2 separate regions of the Mus musculus genome follow, and region 2 is linked to region 1. Evidence: chromatin contacts called from public promoter capture Hi-C data. All regions are on one chromosome and are shown on one strand. The core of a region is the stretch at or near the end of the contact, and the rest is flanking DNA. Distances in the headings are between cores, read along the strand shown.

Region 1 (6,654 bases), core at 1,825-4,324:
CCCTGCCACTCAAGCCAGCGACCGCCGGCGGCGCGCACGCGCGCACCCGGACGGACACGCAGCGGGCCAATCGGAGGGGAGGATCGGCCCCCCTGGCCCGGCCCCTCGCGGTCTCACACGCAGCAGCGCACTCGGTGCCCTCCCCCACCCCTTCCTCCAACCAATCAGGAAACGGCTCCGAGGGAGAGCGCGAGGTTTCCTTGCCCGCGCGCCCGTTCTCACCGTTAAACGGCTGCGTCTCGCGACAATCCCAAAGTGACCTTTCTCCCCCCCCACTTTGGAGTTCGGCTCAAGCTAGGGGCGGTGGGAGGGGCAGGGCTGGCGAGGGCGGAGGCGAGGACAAAACGCACCGTTCTCAGCCGCGCGCGCACCCCCCTGCCGGCTGCGCGCGCACCTGCCTCCCGGAGGCGCCGCTGTCCCCTCAAGGGTTCTTACTAGCCTAAGAAGTAGCCTGGACGTTATCCCGCCTCCACCCAGACCCCCACCTTCCTGCTCTGGCCTTTCTGTCCCCAGCGCCGCCAGCTCTCGAGGGGAGAAGTGGTAAATTATTTGAGTTGCAGCTTCTCCTTTAAGAAAAAAAAGGCCCTGTCCGTTGCCGGATGAAAGTCTCTGAAAAAATGGCGGCGATAGGATAGAGGCGGGGCCGAGGGGACAGCGCGGGATAGTCGTGAGGCGCACGCGCAGGGCCAACTTCGCCGAGGGCACTCTGGGAGACGTAGTCCTATTTACTCTGCGCTTCCAGAGAAATCATGGGAAACTAGAGGCAGAGGGAAGGCTGGGAGCGTCTATCTGAGGTCTGAGATTACGTTTTAGCGAGGCATTGCTTCCGGGTTAGGTCGCGACGCCTGCGTACAACTGGCAAAAATATTGAGCCAATTACAGGCTAGGGGTCCCTGGGAGAGAATCCTACTTCTTTTAATCTTTTTTTGTGTAAGTGCTCCGAAGTGCCCTCGTCATAGTCTTTACTTACTTCGGTCTGGTCATTTGACGCCTCCTCTGCGACCTGTTAGCTACGCTCCTTTTTATTCCTCCATCTTGTGTTGAGCCTCTCACTTGTGAAGCCCAGGAGGTTAGGGACTCGTTCTGCGTCTGTCAACTTAATTTTAATAAAACGTGTAGGACGAAGTGTAAAGTTGTTTCCTGGTAGGGATGGGGCGCCACGGAATTGCCGTTGGCTGTGGTGCTGGAGCTGGAGAGCCGGTTAGCGTGACTCACTGATTTTTTTGTGGATAAGTTAGCTGTCGCTCACGTTCTCCACCCCGAGGCTGAATGCCTTTGCGGTCTGTAGATGTTTCTGCGGCACAGGAAACACAGTCATAATAGCAGCTCTGACTAGCGTTTACAGCTAAGTACCTTCCTGATGGGGAAAGGGGGCTTTCCAATCGTTCAAACCGCAACTGGTGGTAATGCAGCCTCTTATACGTTTGTATGCATTTCTTTCCCTCTTAAACATTGTTTGCATTCCTTGGGTTGCCTTTTACACATTGCAACCAGGAAACGACTTTCAAGGAGACTCCTTACACTTCGAAGATGCAAACGTCTTAAGTTAAAATCTACACAACAGTATGGAAAGATACAAAGTTTGGAAATCTGATTCAGAATTTTATATTAGCCATTAAATTTTAGACTTTTAAAGAAGTTCATTTTTCTTTCTTCTTTTCCTCCCAGCATCTGGCTCATTTGCCACACAGATAAGGCAAATGTTTTATAGTCTACCGAGTTTTGCGCTTTCAAAGGATTAGTGTCCTTTTCAGTTCTAAAACCCGACGGTATCAGTAGGAATGAATTTTCTAGCGCTGTTTGCAATGAGCACGTTTGGAACAGCACTGACATCCAATGGCTGCTTAAAGTAATACAAAAAGCGAGCCTCTTAAAAAAGGTTTTAGTAAAATGAATGACTTGTTCCTTTTAAAAGATGATCATTACAAAACTATCCCTTTATTCTATTCTTCTAGCCAGTTATTACTCCCTATTCCTGTTAGTCTCTTGGTAAACACTGGGACAAAACCCACTTCACAGGGCCATACTTATAGTTCTTTATATACTGCCTTTTCTAGGCAATTTTCTGTTAAATGCGTTTGTTGTTTGTTTGTTTCCTTTTGAGATGAACAAAGGCACAATAAGATAAAAATCTACCTCTCTCACCTTTTTGGAGAAATTGTGAACTGAGCAGGAATTGTAATTCAGATTCTGGAAGCTTAGTACCCAGTATCTTAAATCTTCTCAATTGATTCTTCCTTATTCTGTAGACGTTTGAATGTTGAATAACTGGATAAACCAGGATCAGAGAATTCAAAAGTGAACCCACTTCTCTTCAACTTTAAAGAATCTATAATCTGGGCCAGTGAGATTGCTTAGCAGATAAAGGCACTTTGCTGAAAAGTCTGATGAATTTCATCTGTGGGACCCCAGTGGTACAAGGAGAGCGCTTTCTTACTCTTACAACTTATGAATGCCTACATGAGCACACACACACACACAATTATTAAAACGTCTGTTTTAAAAAATCACAGTTTGTATGGGAAGTGAGGTCAGCTGTACTAAGTAAGTACAAATAGTGAAATGAAGTTGATGCTATTTAATCAGAAATTTTAAGAAAGGACCTGTACTTCCATGGTCTTCTAGTTTTATAGGAAAAGGAGGAGGAAGAGAAGGAAAGAAAAGGAAGGAGACAGAAAATAGCCTGCAGTGGGCAATGGGAAACTTAAACTTGGAAAACTCTTTAAGTATAAGCCTAAAATTTCTATGTGTGTTCAAGATAAGCCCTTGAATACAGTAGGTGTTTAAATTAAAAAAAGAATTAACTTTCAATTTTTATAGCCACCTTGGCCAATGTAGCATCAAAACTTCAATCTTGCACAACCTGCCTTTTTCTGTTAGCACAATTAAAACAACAAACAAACATATAAAACCCCCCCCCAAAAAAAAAACAAACCAAAAAACAAAACAAAACAAAACAAAAAAAAAACCCTGAGCTACTAGAAAAGAAAAAGTATTCAGCAAATCAAAAGTGAGGAAGTGCTAAGCAAATACAGGAACCAAAAGGGGTCACAGAGGCTGCTTCGCACTGTCTCATTCAGTTCCGTTGTGGTCCTCTTCTTCACCACATGCCAACAAAGTTCTTCACAATCTTCGAGACTAGAGCATCGCAGGTATAGGACAATGGAAGAGCTGGGTGAGTGAAGGGGCCTTTGGAGAAGATGCTCTAAGGAAGTGGGGGCCTGGCTGCCATCCATCCCCATCTGTAATGATGAAGTGTGGTCTAGTCAAACTGAGGATAGGACTGAAAGATTTTTGTTTTCACTTCTGTCCTCAATTCAAACAAGAGTGAGGCAGGAGGAACTATCATTGTTGGGGGAGCTATGGGGTTGCTGTTTGCAGCGGCACAGTTGGCAGAGCGTTGAGACCAGACAGCCAAAGAAACAGAAGGAATTGTAATTGAAAGTGCCTTTTCCCTTGGCAGCTACTGGAGGTCATAGGGCAGCTCTACAGCTTGGAGATATGATACTGGAAGAAAAAAAAAAAAGGATGGGAAAGGAAGAAGACATTAAATGAAGGAAGGGAAGGAGAGAAGAAAGAAAAGGAAACCAGGAGAAAGGGAGGATAGTGCAAGGACAGTGAAATGACCGAGCAGTGTAAAGGGTCTGTAGAGATTGCAAAAGGGCCAGAGTGCTTTCATTTCTCTGTAGTTTACTGTTAGACTACAGGTAGACCATCACTGTAGTAGGTTTTGTTGCTTTTTATTTAGAGAAATCTTGAAGGAGCAGATTGCTTCTCAAGAAAAACAGTCCATCCTTTCACTCTGAGGTAATGAAAACGTCAGTAGAAGTGCCGCTGGGCTACTGTGTCCAGAGAAACCTAGGTCAAAAAGCCTGGAGCTGTAAAGTCTGTCTCCTTGGGGCTCATTTCATATACCTTGGCAACTTTTTATCATCTACATACCTCCCTGTCTGCCTGCCTGCCCATCTGTCCTTCCATCCATCCATCCATCCATCCATCCATCCATCCATCCATCTATCTGTATCACCTATTTATTTTTGTTATCGCTACACAAAGTTACTTTTACCCACTTTTCAAGCTGTATTAATTCCACATTGTGTTTGTAGCTATGCAAAAACTTCCAACAATAATAAGATGCAAAGCTTGTACATTGTCATTAAAAATAATTATTGGGGTTGTGTTTTAAGAACTGGAGAAACAGAGGAACAAAGAAGAGAATAGAAATTATTGAGGGAAAAAAGGGTGTTTTAAATAAATCCTTAACTGTTTTGTCAGTAAAATGTAGTTCAATATTGTGGTTAATGCTGTATCTTGGACTTTGGTATAGAATCCAGATTCTTTTCTATATAATATTGATTATTTATTCTTTGAGAATTTGATGAATGCATATCCTGTGTGGGTATTGGAGGAAATTTGCATTTCTTCATCGAGTTTTACCATTTTTTTTCAGGTAGGATCTTAGTTTTGCTTTATTTTATAGGTCACACACATCAAATTCTCAAAGAATAAGTAACCAATATTATATAAAAAAGAATTGGGTTCTATATCAAAGTCCAAAATACAGCCTTAATCACAATATCAAAGTACATTCTACATTTAATTCAATATTAGTTCAAAAAGTTAAAGGGCAATTAATATTGGGAAAACTTAAAATCTGTAAATAAGTTTAGTGTTTGCAGCAGTTTTCTGAAATAGGTATTATTGTTTTTCTTTAAATAATGAAAACCCAAAATATCTTGTTCACTCTCAGGAGCACCTGACACTAAGTACAATTAAATGGTAATGTTACAGGTTGTTCTTTTATATTAGAAGTGTATTTGTTCTGGTGGCCAGTGTAGTAATACATTTTAAAAAAATGTATAGTTTAAAGAATTTCTGAGTAGCATAGTTGTTAAGGAAATCTTTTTCAGAAATGTAGAAAATAAGCAACTTTGGAAGCTGACTGTAGATAATCCAATTTGCTACAGGTTAATAAACTGCTAGTAGTTACCCCTCAATGGTCTCTTCAAATTGTAACAATTTGCATGGAATGTAGTGTTGCTTGCCTTCAATCCTTATGCTCCAGAGGTGGAAGCAGGAGGATCAAAAACTAATGGTTATTTTTGTTTGTATGGAAAATTTGAGGCCAGCCTAGGCTATCTATGTACGATCCTATCTTTAAAAAGTCAGACATGGAAGGCAGAAGCAGATAGATCTCTATGAATTGAGGCCAGTCTGGTTTATGTTACATAGCAAGTTGTAGCCCAACAAGGGCTATGTACTGAGGCCCTGTCTCAAAAACCAAAATGAAACAAAAGGCAGGTAGTGTCTGCCAGGCACAGTAGTTTGTACCCACGATCCCAGCCAGCACTTGAGACTAGGTTGAATGACTGGCCACAGTGTAAGGTCAGCCTGGGCTACCTTGTTAGTTCCAGGTCAGCTTGGGCTAGAATGAGACCCTGCCTTAACAAACAGCAACAGGACTAAAATCCAAACCCAAGACTTGGGGTGGATTTCTCTTTCTACTTGTGTAGAAATTTTATCAAGGACAGGCTGGCTCAAGTGGGCAAATATTTCCTTTATGCAATACTGCCTTGGATGTTAGTAGCATGTATTCACCTAGAAGGTTTTACCTAAATCTTCTCAATTTAGGGATGAGATGACTCTAACACATGGAGACGCCCAGAGACTTCACTGCCAGTAATCTCATATTTGTCACACCAAAATTAGTCATCTAATTTAAATTTTAGAGTCTGCATGAAGCCAAAGGAGTAGCTTCAGGAGCTGGTGAAATATGTGTTCATTGGAAACAGGAAGTGAAAGTCCTGGTAACTCGTGAGCAGAAAGGAGAGTTATAATAGATTTGGTGAGCTGATGCTTCCGAGGATAACTTCACATCCTCTGCTCAGTGATACTCCTGTCCCATCATGTTTAATATACATGAGTTCTCTTGGTCCAGGAAGGACTCTCATTTCTGATTGGAGTGAAGCTTAGAAAACAGAAAAGAGAATGGTTGCATTCTAACATGCAAAGTGTTGGAATTCTGAAATTCAGAGTTGAGGCTGGCTAATTAGAGTCTGAGATAAAACATTGGCTTTGTTGTTCTGTTTTATTTACTCTAAAACATTCCCAAGATCTTTTATTGTGGAGAATTAAAATATATACAGAATGGGAGATAACAGTTTAATGACTTTGATTGCACCCTTTGTATCAGTTTCAATAATCATTAGCTCTTGACAGTCTTATTTCATATGCTTATATTTTTCCATTAATCTATTGTTTTTAAGAAACTTCAATGATTACATTTCTTATCTGTACATAATTCAGTCTTAATCTACTACAAACAACCATACTAACAGTATCTGACCCACAATAGCTAATAACCTTAATGGCGTTTCCTCAATATCATGAAATAACATTATTACATCTAAGATTATCTGACATCATTTTAATGTTAATATTTTCAAGTTTCTGAGATATTAGTACTTAATATTACTGACTATATACAGTGTTAAATATTCTTTTAAAAATTTAACTTATCTTGTTATGCTTATGAAACTCATGATGAACACTGAATCTGAATTTGGAAAAGGATTTATTTTGCACTTGCCTGTAAATTTTTGATCACACATTCACAAAAATCTCAAACAAATGCTATCGGCAATCTTGTCTGGT
Region 2 (6,654 bases), core at 2,753-5,252, 5.8 Mb after region 1:
AGAAAGCAGAAAAGAAAAAAAGAAATGTCTACAGGGCAATTCTGAATGCTCCCCTTCTCCCCCAACTCTTGTTGTGGGGAGGGGAAATGGGGGAGAGGTCTCTCCTTTCAAGATCTACCAGAATTTGCCTGGGCTGCCTCCTACCACCAATGGCCCCTTGTTGGGTGCAGGCTGCTTAGCCTGAAAGATGCATCATTGCTTTGTTGTTTAATGTCCCTTGCTATCTGTGACGCTTCACACTGACATAGGCTATGGAACCACACAGGGGACAAGCGTCCAGATTTACCCATGAGGATCATCTAGAGTAAGTCAGCCTTTAAGAATGCCTGGAGGGAAGCCGGGCGTGGTGGCCCACGCCTTTAATCCCAGCACTCGGGAGGCAGAGGCAGGTGGATTTCTGAGTTCGAGGCCAGCCTGGTTTACAAAGTGAGTTCCAGGACAGCCAGGGCTACACAGAGAAACCCTGTCTCGAAAAACCAAACCAAAAAAAAAAAAAAGAATGCATGGAGGGGTTAGTTCATATTATTGTTCCACCTATAGGGTTGCAGACCCCTTCAGCACCTTGGGTACTTTCTCTAGCTCCTCCATTGGGGGCCCTGTATTCCATCCAATAGATGACTGTGAGCATCCACTTCTGTGTTTGCCAGGCACTTGGCATAGCCTAACAAGAGACAGCTATGTCAGGGTCCTTTCAGCAAAATCTTGCTGGCATATGCAATAGTGTCTGCTTTTGGTGGCTGATTATGGGATGGATCCCCGGGTGGGGCAGTCTCTGGATGGTCCATCCTTTCGTCTCAGCTCCAAACTTTGTCTCTGTAACTCCTTCCATGGGTATTTTGGTATCCCCAGAGCTCGTGTCTCTAGCTGTATACGTAGCAGAAGATGGCCTAGTTGGCCATCATTGGGAAGAGAGGCCCCTTGGTCTTGCAAACTTTATATGCCCCAGTACAGGGGAACACCAGGGCCAAGAAGTGGGAGTGGGTGGGTAGGGGAGCAGGGTAGGGGTGGGGTATAGGGGACTTTCAGGATAGCATTTGAAATGTAAATGAAGAAAATACATAATAAAAAATTGGGGGAAAAATGCCTGGAGGGATTACATTGATTAGGTTAACTGAGTTGTAAACACTGATCCTAAACAAGGGCCGCACCATCCTGGTTTGAGTACTCCATCTGGATAAAAAGGAGGATGCTATCTGAGTGGGAGCATACATCCTTCTCTCTCCTGGACTGCAGAGGTCATGTGGCTTGCTGTATCCAGAAGTTTCCTGCTGTGGTAGAGTACACTCACGCACTGTGCGGCAAATGAAATCCTTGATCTTTTAAATTGCAACAGAAAACAAACAAACAAACAACTAAGTAAGCCATGCCTCTAGACTCTTACAGTAAGTCCTCTGCCCTTCTCTGCCTCTCCATCTGGCTCCTGTCTTCTCAGTGTTGCCCTTTAAATTAGGAGCAATGTGGTCTTACTCCACTGCTACAGAAAACCTGCCTAACACAGGAAGAGAGTCTGTGGGAATTTCTGTCTCAGATCTCAGTGCCATTAGAAACAGCACATGTTAGTTTCCTGAGCACTGCAGGCCTTGCTGGTGGTCTTTCATCTGTCTGCATGAGGCAGAGAATCACAGGACCTCCCCTTTTCGGTAACTCTACAGGAGCCTAGGACCTGTATACCAGCTTACTTTTCTTTTCCTTTTTTACTATTCTTCCCTCTCTGCCCCAAGCCTTTGTCTTCTCCCTCTCCCCCAACTCTCTCTGATAATTTGAATGTTTAGAAATATTTTGGAGAAGAGAGAGGGTGTAAACAAAGCAGCAAGTGACAAATTAAAACTTAGATATAGTCTCAGGAATGCCCAGCTTCTTTGGAGACCTTCATCCCCGTGACTTGCCAAGGGAAGAAAGCACAGTACACCTGCTGTACCCTAACCAGGGGTGTTCAGCATGGCTGTGCATAAAGCAGTCTGGCTGGGGGCCAGAAACCTGGTTCTTTGAGATTCCTATCCAGTTGTAAAATATTCAGGGCTCCTCACACAGGAGCAAAGCACAAATCCTGGAGTCAAACATCTGAGTTGCACTCCTCTATGACCCATACATCACCACCCCATTGCTGAGAGGAGATGAGTTAACTTGTTGTGCCTACTCCCCCTGGACACTGGGAATAAAAAAACAGTTACTGACCTGGTAGGTTACTGAGAAGTGAATGAATTCAAACACGTATGTGTGACTAGACAAGCGCCTAGCACACAGTACATGTGGGACAGTATGAAAATAAAACTTTCTGTTTTCAAGTAAGCAAGCACAAAGCTTAAGTCCTACTGACACTAATATTTCTCATTATCCATTACTAGGTAAATAAACCGACTTTCATGGCAACTCTATGTTTGGGCCTCACTTATAAATCCAAAGTGAAGTCAAAGTTCTCTCTAAATAGTAAAAATGTTTAGCCATGTGTTTTCTGGTTTGCTGGAGAGGAAAAGGCAGAGATGTAAACAACAAAACTGGTTCCCAGAGCAAACCTCGACTTAGTAACAGGCTGGGTCCTAAACCACACCCAAGGGTGCATGAACACACAAGTTCACAATCACGTACACAGGGGCAGGCTCCTGCCAACACTCACAGACTCAACACTGACTTCACTTTTACTGTGTCTGGGGGAATGAAAAACTTCACGAACCGATTCTCGGCACATTCTTCAAAATCAAGAGCTTTGTTCAGCCATCAAAGAACTCAGCTTAGTTGGACCCTCGAGGTACTTACTGACTTACAGCAGAGTTTACAAAACTGCCACCTCATACATCCGCATCTAAATTGCAAATTGCAAACTTCTCAGATTTCACGTCGAGGGCAGCCTCAACCAGCACCCGCCCAGCCTCTGCTCAGGCCAAAGCCAGTCTGAGCCACTTCCTTCATATTCCGGCCCTACAGAATTTACGTCGACAGCGAATGCCTGTTTCACAAATATGTGTGCATTATTTTCAAAGTCAGGGGCTTGATGCTGCCACAAAAGAAGGAAACTGGATAATTATTGAAGTTGAAGTGACTGTCACTTTAGTAAAACAAACAAACAAGCAAAGCAAAACCAATAAAACAACCTCAAGGGCAAAAAAAAAAAAAAAAAAAAATCACTGAAGCAGCAGCATAAGCAGCTATAAAAGTTGATGTAAATGGCTTTCAGCCTTTGTAATACCAAAGCTGCAGGAGATTAGGAAAAGGGGTCTGGGAATTCATCAAACATTCATCTCCCATTTTTTTACGATCCCTGTCAATTCCCTATCCAAATGAAAATTCCCACGAGTTTATTTAGTCTCGTTTCTCCATATCACAGAAAACACTCTAAGAACAACGTTTTTAAAAGTGAACCAGGAAGGGCGGTCAAGAAAACTGCTTTGAGGAACTTCGTACTCTCTCCAGTTTAGTTCGCGAGAGTCACCCTAAGCAAAAACACTAGGATGCATGACAGAGCGACACTGCCTAAAGCTAGGAGCCGAGAGGGTTGCAGCCCGGCTGTCCCGCTGGCAGCGCCCGAGCAGCTCTCCAAAGCTCCCGGGAGACCTCGGGTCCCTGGCCCGCTCCAGCCCGGGCGCAAACCCCACCCAGCCGCAGCGCACTTCCCGTTCGCCTGCCGGTCAAGAACTCCAACTTGACAGCGACAGGGCGAAATATGAGGAAGTGGCCGCGACCGAGGTGCTGCCACCACACCGCTAGAACGTCCTGGCGAGCCGTGTGGACAGAGTCCGAGGACGCTCCTCGGGAACTCGAGCACCGGGTCCCGCAGCCTGGAGACCCGCACGCGCAGCGCACACCACTCTTACCTGGTTTGACCGGTTTGGGAGGTGGCTTGGACATGGCGCTACACGGAGCGACCAGGCTCAGCCGCGGGAGCCCCACACGCACACGAGAACTGGGCGCCAAGCCTGCGCTGGCCGCGGCCGCTCCGGATCCGCGCGCAACCCGATGCGGGACACTCGGACCAGCGAGCTCCGCAGACAGCCCGGCCTTCCCACCAGGAAGTGGCCGCGCCTCGCCGGCTGCTGATTGGCTGCGGCGGGGAGCCCGGCCGAACCTCAGAGGTCCAGCCTGCTCCGGCACGCCGGAGCCCCGCCTTTCTCTTGGGGGAGGAGCTTTACAGTAGCCACGCCCTCAGGCCCTGCGTAGGGGAGGCTATGAAAGCGCAGTGGACTTCGCTGCCTAGGTGAGCACCGGGCAGTGGTAGGCATGAAACGCTCTTGAAGCTTGCTCTGCGACCCTGCTGGGAAGGATTCGAACCCGCTTCGGTGAGTACCCACTGCCTGCTGCGTACACACGGCGAGGCCTGGGAATCTTCAAGAGTCTCCTTCGCTGTATGTACCAGGAACCTGATCGTGTCTAGGGAAACCGCGGTGGGACTTAGATGCTCCTAAAAAGCAACTAGACACTGCTAGCTGTAGGAGACCCCACATTTGCTAGCTGGAGAATCGGGTCTTGATCCCCCACGGGACAGGACAGCTTTTTCTACAGCATCTGGTTAACAAACTCCAACCCACTTGCTGCCTGGCTTTTATAAAGACTTCTAACAGTGCTTTTGGCGTTTTTTAAATAGCTGAGACAAAAGCATAGTATTTTGTGGCACACGAAAGTTAGGGGAAACTTAGATTTCCGTGACCATAAAATTTTATTAGAACACAGCATGCTCGTTTGCTTATGCATTGGCTTTCTTATTACAATTTCAGAGTTGAATAGTTACCCGCGAAGTCAAAACTATACTACTGGCTGGTACTTTATACAAGTTGCCCAACACGAGAGTTTATGTTCACACATAAGTAAACTCACAATGTCACAGTCAATATTATATGCCTATTGTATATTAGGGGTAATAAAAATGAAAATACTGGTTATGTAAGAAACTACAGGGTCAGCACAATGGTCCAGCTGCCCCTGCTGCCAAACCTGATGAGCAGAGTTCAGCCTCTAGCACCCACACTTTGGAAAGAGAACTCCCAGGAGACCTATGACCTGAGCATGTGTTCTGTGGTGAACCATGGCATGCACCTGCCCACACACATGCACCGCAACCTAGATACAAATGTAAGAAAGCAACTTTTTAAAAAAGAACCTCCACAAAATGGACCTTCAACATGTCTATTGAAGGTTAATTTACGGGGAAAAAAGTGACTGAAACTTCAAGGGGCAAAGGTTAGCAGGAGCTTGGTCATGGCTATGCCCCCAGGCCTTGCTTACCAGGAACTCTACCTGTGGGGGATTTCTGCTTACCAAAAGGGTTCAAAGTTGAAATTAGTCCTATTCATGGGAGCGTATCCAGATAACTGTAGCCTGAACCTCACGGAAGTCCTGAAACCTGGGCCTTGAAGTCATCTGAAGAGCATGTGTGTTTGCTCTTGTGTTTCTCAGATTTGATTGATGGTGGAGTTCTTGCCGCCTGCTGACTCTTCCCATCCTCCTGGGAATCATTCTGTGCTTTAGAAGTCTCTGTTCAGAGTGGAATAGATTGAATATAAACATAAGCCAACTATGAAGAAGATTTAACATTTCACTGGGATTAAATCAAAGATAGTTTTAAACAATTCTGCGTATGAGCCAGTCTTGGCGAGGCTTGCCTATGATCCCAGTACTTTTAGGAAGGTAGCTTTGCCACAGAGGCAGCCGTGGCTGTGTGGCAAGTTCCTGACCAGCCTGGACTCTGCATAGTGAGATTCTGTCTCAACAGATAAATAATATAACAAATAAGAATGATAAGTAAGTGTGAAAAAGATAAATGGCTCATTTAAGGTTTGCTCCTCTCCCATCTTGTTCTTCTCCCTCTCTGTGGAAAGGATACTAGCGGCCAAGAAGACACTGCATAAATATCCCACAGGATTCAAGCTGACAGGATACCCTGACTTCAAGACTCTGAAAGGTCCAAAAGGTGGTCTCTCCAGAGACATTAAGATGTACAGTTTGTCTTGGCTCTGAGTTGTGTGTGCTTCACAACATCTCTGCTGCAAGCCAGGTGTACAGACACACACCTGCAATCCCACCACTCTGTGGCAGAGAGTAGAGACCAGAGGTGCAGTATATGATTGTTCTTTAAGACTTTAAGGCTAGGCTGACCCGCATGAAAGGCCTCTAAAACAATGAAACAAAAACCCTCTAGCACATATATGAAGCATGACAACTTGCTCAACATTTGGTTTTGAAACCATGTTTAAGGAGGCTCTAATATATAATAAAATAGAATGATACAGATGTTTATAGTGCCATGTCTGAACCTGGAATGAATGTCTTGTGAATCCAACACAGTTTTTGGATGGACAACTCTGGGAATTAGTAGGCCGCTCACTGCTCCACTGGGCACTCAGCCTGGCACAAGCCGTGTTTCTGCATGGCCCAGTTCTCCACCCTTCTCACATCACCTGCTGGTTCTTGGTGAGATAGGTCCAGAATTCACCCGAACAGCTTGGAAGAATTGGTTTTCTCCTTCCATGTCAGTTCTGGGGATTGAACTCAGGGCAGCAAGGAACTCTAATAGTAGTAGTAGTAGAACTCTAATAGTAGTAGTAGTAGCAAGGAACTCTAATAGTAGTAGTAGTAGAACTCTAGTAGTAGTAGTAGTAGTAGTAGTAGTAGTAGTAGTAGTAGCAGTAGCAGCAGCAGCAGCAGCAGCAGCAGCAGCAGCAGCAG

The links. Promoter capture Hi-C pulls out the DNA fragments that hold promoters and counts their contacts.
Region 2: a contact with region 1 is called in a promoter capture Hi-C map of pre-B cells. A contact is called at or near these places in 1 of 39 promoter capture datasets (pre-B cells) and 1 of 484 Hi-C or Micro-C datasets (B cells).

The regions. Positions count from the first base shown.
Region 1 is chr19:12,795,505-12,802,158 of GRCm38.p6, forward strand. It overlaps Lpxn (leupaxin), which reads left to right and starts at 3,075. Exons shown (of 9, transcript NM_134152.4): 1 at 3,075-3,175. The coding sequence starts at 3,163. It overlaps Zfp91 (zinc finger protein 91), which reads right to left and starts at 619. Exons shown (of 11, transcript NM_053009.3): 1 at 1-619. Gm44505 (predicted readthrough transcript (NMD candidate), 44505) reads right to left here and starts at 619. Exons shown (of 13, transcript NR_024093.1): 1 at 1-619.
Region 2 is chr19:18,627,811-18,634,464 of GRCm38.p6, forward strand. Ostf1 (osteoclast stimulating factor 1) reads right to left here and starts at 4,003. Exons shown (of 10, transcript NM_017375.3): 1 at 3,810-4,003. The coding sequence starts at 3,843. It overlaps Nmrk1 (nicotinamide riboside kinase 1), which reads left to right and starts at 4,206. Exons shown (of 9, transcript NM_145497.2): 1 at 4,206-4,271.